Regions from separate parts of the Sparus aurata genome. Here region 1 is linked to region 2. The links are chromatin contacts, called in public Hi-C maps. All regions are on one chromosome and are shown on one strand. The core of a region is the stretch at or near the end of the contact, and the rest is flanking DNA. Distances in the headings are between cores, read along the strand shown. Region 1 holds the start of apnl (actinoporin-like protein). Region 2 holds the start of ccdc43 (coiled-coil domain containing 43).

The links. Hi-C and Micro-C count contacts between places; a contact is called where the count stands out from the background.
Region 1: a contact with region 2 is called in a Hi-C map of skeletal muscle, with 4 times the contacts expected there. The contact joins the promoter of apnl here to the promoter of ccdc43 in region 2. A contact is called at or near these places in 2 of 2 Hi-C or Micro-C datasets (skeletal muscle and an unstated tissue).

The regions. Positions count from the first base shown.
Region 1 is chr23:22,393,745-22,397,122 of fSpaAur1.1, forward strand. apnl (actinoporin-like protein) reads left to right here and starts at 1,499. Exons shown (of 3, transcript XM_030406408.1): 1 at 1,499-1,606; 2 at 2,128-2,253; 3 at 2,683-3,378. The coding sequence starts at 2,150. The coding sequence ends at 3,139. It overlaps LOC115574957 (bryoporin), which reads left to right. Exons shown (of 3, transcript XM_030406654.1): 3 at 165-678. The coding sequence ends at 594.
Region 2 is chr23:22,251,412-22,254,971 of fSpaAur1.1, forward strand. ccdc43 (coiled-coil domain containing 43) reads right to left here and starts at 1,940. Exons shown (of 5, transcript XM_030407753.1): 1 at 1,728-1,940; 2 at 874-964; 3 at 1-67. The coding sequence starts at 1,901. LOC115575572 (a long non-coding RNA gene) reads left to right here and starts at 1,977. Exons shown (of 4, transcript XR_003982692.1): 1 at 1,977-2,022.

The sequences.
Region 1 (3,378 bases), core at 249-2,748, 140 kb after region 2:
GGTATTTCAGGTACCCTGGAAAGCCCAACACTCAAAAAGTACACCGACCATCTCCACAAAACTTACAAAACTCAGTTCTTTCATCAAAAAGTCTAGCAAGTGTGACATAAAAGTTATCAAGTGATTGTCAGTGATGGTGAGGATTTGTCTCCTCTCCTTTACAGGGTGTACATGTCAAGTGGCTTCTGTCACCACCCGCCCCAGCCCACGGTTCGCACCTCCAAGACCGAAGTCTGCTCCTTCACCAAGGACGACAACACCGCCACGGGCGCAGTTGGCCTGCTGACCTACGACCTGTTCCATATGAAGAGCCGGGTTTGCTCCGACCGCATGGCCATCATGTTCTCTGTGCCTTTTGACCACAACTTGTACAAGAACCGGCTGGCTGTGGGTGTGGTTGAGCAATCCCGTGACTGCGACAAACACCTGTATGACCAGCTGTACGATGGGAAAGACCTCAGTAACTTCACCCGCTCTGAGCAACACGGCGCTGGGCTTTTATATAGAGCTACATATGTCGATTTGAGGGCCACGATGTCCAGTGTCGGCAAAGCCATTGTGAAAGTGGAGCTCTACGACAAAATGGGTCGTTAAGTGTAGAAAAGTCTGCTGGTGTTCTGCCTCTTCACGTTGTTGCTTGTGTACTCAACAGAATAAATAAACTTAATTTGATCTGAACACTGTTGCGTGTTGTCATTCAGAGAAACATCCAGAGGACAGGAAGACTGATTCTGCTGTCATCTGTAATTCCTGTCCGCTGAAAGATATCAATATCTGACAGCCAGCTCATTGATTCTCCATTAGCTTATTTCTTGGGCTTATGTATATTCTACACCCTCTTTTTTCTTTGATTATGGTAATAACACATTCAGACCCAAAGCGTGTTGCTTTGTTGAGTGGGATATGTTTTCACTCAGTATGCTTTCATTATTACTGATGAACAGTAATCATTTTTTAATCTCTTAGCGGGATCCATCCAATTCTAATGAGCAGCAACAGATGGAATATCTGCATAGATGTTTTTTTAATCGGCATGATAACAATATTGGTCTTCGCTGGCTGTGAGATTCTCCGTCTTGCACCGAAGTGTGTGGATTTTTTTTCTGTGGTATTTGGCATCCAGGAGGTTCAACAAAAGACAGGAAAAAAGTAGCTCCACAGATCCCTGTCTTAACTTGTTTAGTTTGCCTTTGACTCTGTTGCACAATGCCACAGCATTTGCGACTCCCAGACCACATCTTTCAATCTGGTAGACATTCATCTACCCACAGTCCTGTAGGAGTGGGCTTAGTGAAAGATCTCAGCTTACCTAACAGGTCGGGATCCAATTGGAATCTGCTGTAAACTGTTCCACAGACTAGGGTGTGGCAGTTTCATCCCACAGGGAAAAATACAGAAGTATTTGTTCTCAAAGGGGCTTTGTGTTGACGACAAATGTGTGTTGAAAGAGGGTGTGTACTGTCGAATAGGGGTTGTGTTGCAAGTGGGAGGGTTTCCTGGTTGATGGCATGCATCCTGTTTAAAAAAAAAAAAACTACCGGCACCTCCCTTTCAGCTAACTTTTCCCACTTTTGGATTTGGCAGCACCAGCACAGGTTCTCAGCAGGTAAGTCCCTTGAAGCATTTTGGCTGAAAGAAATTAGAATATTAAACTGATTTTACAGAAAGCAGTACACAGAATGGCTCATTAGCTTGTGACTCTAAAAGAAAAAAAGCAATTTGTAGCGGCAGAGCCTGATGGAGCATTTGTTTGATTTGTATCTTATATCTGTTGATAAAACGGCTGCTCATTTTCTCGAGTGTTTTCACTCTAACTTCATTATTGAGTGCTACTTAATGCTGTAATTGAAGAGGTGCACTCTCTAATGAGCCAAAGAGAGTCTGCAGCTATTCTCTGATTGTTCACAACTGTTCTGAAATCTCATTAGCCTCTGAAATGCATCATTCATACCCAGCTCCATTCAGTGTAATGCCAACACAGGTCAGAGGGATATTTTTTGTTGTAATGTATCTCATGACTCCCTGTGTGTTTGGGCGTGGAGGGAAGTGCTTTTCACAGCTGCTGTTAGGTTGTTCGGTTCAGCTGGTTAACATCTAAATTACCTTTTTTTTTTTTTTTTTTACAAGAGGATCACACAGCCGTTCCAACATGACAGAGTCAGCTGAAGCCATTGCAGCTGATGTGGACAGGAAGAGAAGTGTCGTCATTGAAATCTCAAATATCACGAACAACTACTGCCTCCTTAACCCCAGGTGAGCCCAGCCCAGCCCCTGCTTACCACAGATATGGATATATTGAAACATTTCTTTTTGTTGCAACTTCAAGTCAAATTTTTTATTTCATGTCTGACACCTCTGTGCATGTGGTCTGGTTAGGTTAAGGCACAAAAACCAGGAATGCTAGGGTTAGGGACAGATCATGTTTTGGCTTAAAATACCTGCTTCTTTCCACCACAATACAGCTGGAAAATATCCAACATCTCATAAAGTGGTTCTGTTGTTTACAATGTCTCCAACAGTGGTCTATGCTTGACTGCCAACTCACCTAGCTGTCATGCCACCACATGAAAGACAGCTTATTATCAGAATGTGACATGACATGTATCATTCTGGCTTGTTTGAAACATAAAGATCCAAATAAGTATATATGTGTGTAACATACGCTTCCTCTGTTCCGGTTAGGGTGTACCTTGAAAATGGCGAGACATACAACCCACCTCAACCCACCGTGCGCCCTCTGATGACGGAGGTCTGCACTTTCACCAAGTCCAGCGGCAAAGCCACCGGCAGCATTGGTGTGCTGACCTACGACCTCTTCGAGAGGACGCAGAACGACTACATTGAGTCTCTGGCCATCATGTTCTCAGTTCCCTGGGACTACAACCTGTACAAGAACTGGTTCGCGGTGGGCATCTATGAAAAGGGCCGTGAATGCGATAAGGCTTTGTACAAAGAATTGTACTATGAGAAAAACCAGAAAGAGCATGGGTTTGTCAGGGAGGAAGCCACGGGGTCAGGAATCAATTATGTGGGCAACTACTTAGATGTAAAGGCCACCATGAGTCCATTGGAAAACGCCATCTTGAAGGTGGAGTTGTGGGATAAGCTTTTCACACCCATGGGCCAGCAGGCATTCTAGAAATCCCTCCTAAACTGTATATCTGTCACGAAACCCCACAGCAGAATTCATCCCTCCACATCCAGCTTTTACCTGGCAGACTGCTTCTAATACAGTCAACACGCATGATTTCACAGATGTATTGTTGCTGACATGTGTCTGTATGCCTGCGTATTACCCCTCAGGAAATCTGCTTACCATCAGAGTTTAGTTTGTTTATAAATCCGGGCAGCAATAACGCCCCTTTTATAGCCGAAGCC
Region 2 (3,560 bases), core at 690-3,189:
ACCTCCTTGTGTTTCACCACAATCTGAGCTTGTTTTTCTATCATACTTGCGATGGCCTGGACCTCGGCTACAGAGAAGGTATGACAGAACACAGCCAAACAGTAAATAAAGCATCACATTTAGCACTTGCAATCAAAGTACCTGCTTTTCATTGTCAATATGAACGTGGATTAAGAGCAGGAGCCACGAGGGTGCCGATCTGAGCTTGTGGCTCCTGAAAATATACAGACCCTTATGGTTAAGTGCACAGTAAACAACCTGTTTTCCAGTAATAACACTGACAAAGCAAACACAGTGGAAAGTTCTTCACAGAATTAACACTTCTCCAGTTCACACAAAACTTTCTGAAGTCTCAGGAACTGTTTTTGTTTATTTTTTTTTTGCAGGAAAAGTTAATCTCTCCAAGTGAGAAAAGTCTTTTGAACTCTGCTCCCGACTCAAAGCAAACGATTTAAAACTCAAAAGAGCTCCTCTGTGTGTTTATCTGGTATAGAGGACTGACTCAGGAGCAAGCTGTCTTTGCTGTTTAGTCAAGAATTAAATGAGTTAACAAGCCTGCATGCTGTATTTGGCCCGCTGCCTTTCAAAATGCTTATATGAATTCTAATGTCTTTGTATATTTTGTGAAAGTTTCGACTGCAAGGTGTTTGATTTAGCTCTTTTCATTAGTTAAAGGTTGAAATATACCTGTATGTTACAGATTTGAATGTTTGAATCCTGCCAACCTTTCTGAATTATATTTCCAAGAGTAGCTGAGTTTGGATTTTTTTTTATTTATTTATTTTTTACTGTTGAGGTCTCTTTAGAAAAAAAAACAACAAAACATTTCAAAGAGATGTGATGAGTGTGGATAAATCAAAGTTACGTAAATACCATCAGCATTTTTTTGGGCTGCTAATCGGCTGCGATAATCTGTCCATTGCTTGATGATCTGTTTGCAGACATCTTCCATGGAGTCCTCATCCTGCACACAAAGCACAATTACTAATTAACAACAGCTCACTTTATGTACTCAACAAACCAGGTGAACAATGCTCTTACATCAACATGGCCTGTTAGCATTAAATGAGGCATAGTGACAGATGACAACCGCACCCACTGGATTCATTCACAGGCAGTACATGCTGCATATAGTGATCCAATATGTTTCGTCTACCAGAAGCTGGCAGAGGCTGCCAAATTGTACGAGGATATAAAAACAGCACACAAACAGTTGATGCATTATGTGAGTTATGTGAGCAGTAACTGTTATTCCCTGTTAAGCTAATAACAGCTGGTATACTGACAGTCTGCCAAAGCTCATCGTGGCATCTTGCTCTAAATACACAAATGGTTAACCCATTGGCAACACGTATCTGTAACACACAGCGCCTTGGATTTGCTGTTTTCTTTCGTGAAAACACAATAATTGTATTTATGATTAGGCACTGAGTCATATGTCGCCTGATGTCTGCCAGCGCTAAACAAGAGCACAGTAGAAACTACAAGTTCCAGATTTTTTAAATGGGACTTGGTGTGGCATGAGAGAACAGCCAACATCACTGCCTGTGGCGTCTGGACTGTAGTTGGAGAAATACTGCCGCGTTTAGCGTCTATAAAACCTTCCATAAATGACAGCTGACATCAGCACTGTCACTTTGTACCACCCGAGCCGACAAGACGGACAGCAACACATGAGAAAGCACAGCCTCGGTGGCTGAGCGGGACATGCCGCTTCAGATATTCACCAGAAATGCGGATAAAATCCCTTGAAGCGCATCTTCTTTCTCCTCGTCACTCTCCTCTTCTTGTAAGACCCCTAAAATGTACGCCCCATACACCTCGCGGTCCACTTCTAACGAGTCTAGACGATCATTTAGCCAGCTTTCAAACTCCCCGGCGTCTGTCACGGGCGCAGCCATCTTGGCCCTTTGGTGTCTTTCGGTGGCGCGCGGCTGTCCTTTGTCATTGCCTGTTCAAAAAGATGGGGAAAAGGAGGACTTAGCGCTTCGTTCAGTTTAAACTGCTATCGACGAGTTCCAGGTAACTGAATCATGTTGGCAGTCATAAAATGAGTTAATATAAAAAAGGATGACTCAATTGACAAACTTTTTGTAGTTGTCAGGTGCCTAAAAGGTCGAAGTAAAGCCTCTGTTAGTCAAGTTTGGGCTGAATTAAGCTATTAATGTAACGTTATATCTCCATTTAACAAAAAAAAACCAAACCCATCTCTCACTCAAAACAATGGGACAAAAAATATGTATCTCGCACTGAGAGTACAGTCAAGATTAATTAATTTTCTTCGACGGCAATCTTCAGCCAACAACATTTTATAACGTAAACTGGGTGTCAACTAACACTCAAAACAAAGGCACAACTAAGGTCTGTCATGCAACGTATGTTTTTTGGACGAGATATTGTCCCAGAAAAGTAGCCTGAATGATTTTATTGCCATTTTAATACCATTTTATGCCATTTCAGTAAGGTAATGATATGATGATATTATAGCATATTGATGCAAATAGGCAACACTCTTTCAAGAAGCAATGTACTCTTTTAATTCAGACATTTGATTGTAATTAAAAACAAACAATAAACAACAATATCACAAACAAATAAAATGTGAAAAAAGGTCTCAGGCAACAAAAAAAATGCATATAAATATACACACAGAATATCGGGGTCAGTAAAAATGATCAGGTTCACATAGATCTGTCATTAGGATAAGAAATGTGCAGTAAGATTTGTATAATAAGTTGATGAAGTAATTATTGACAGGCGATGCTAAAGAAGAAAATGCTAACACATGATTGTAAATTTGGAGAAAACAAGATGTAGCTATCGAAACGCTCCTTGCCATCTACCTTGAGTCTAATATTTTCACTTGAAATAGACAAAAAATCTTGTATGCACGATCCATCCATTCATCCATCATCTACATTTCTAAGCAGCTTGTATATTGTTTTGTTTGTCTCCTCCCTGTCTTCTGTGATCACTGCTCCCTCATACCAAATCACCACATCTACCCACATTGCCCCTGCAGGGTTAATCTGAGAAACGAAAGTTCATTAGTTGCAAAGACAAGCTAATTACAGCTTGCAGTTCAGGAACACAGGTCTTGTCACTGCCATTTGTTTAAAAGTGGCTGTGATAACTCCGTCATGCTGCTAGACTGGCTTGTTGAATTAATTTCTGCAGCCAAAATTCCAATCAGTGCTAAATGCTCAGCGTTGGCAGTCACATACAGTAAATGCCCTGGGAGACTGCCACAAATCCCGAAGTTCTTGATTGAAAATTAATGTTCGATTGTCCCACAGTTTACAGAAGTAGTCGTGCACTCCCTCGAAGGCATGCCAGTAGACTGGTATAATTGAAATGCTGATTTAAAAAATAACTGGCTATTCTGTTTGAATTCAGTGGGCAGCCGGCCCGTCAAACAGACTTTGGCAGAATATTGTCATTATCACAAGGAACCAAAATACAGAACAGAATAATTCCACCATGAAGAATTATTTGATGAATAATTTGTATGATCGTAAACATTTGCGCTGGTTGTTGTAATGCATTATTGGTACTGAGGT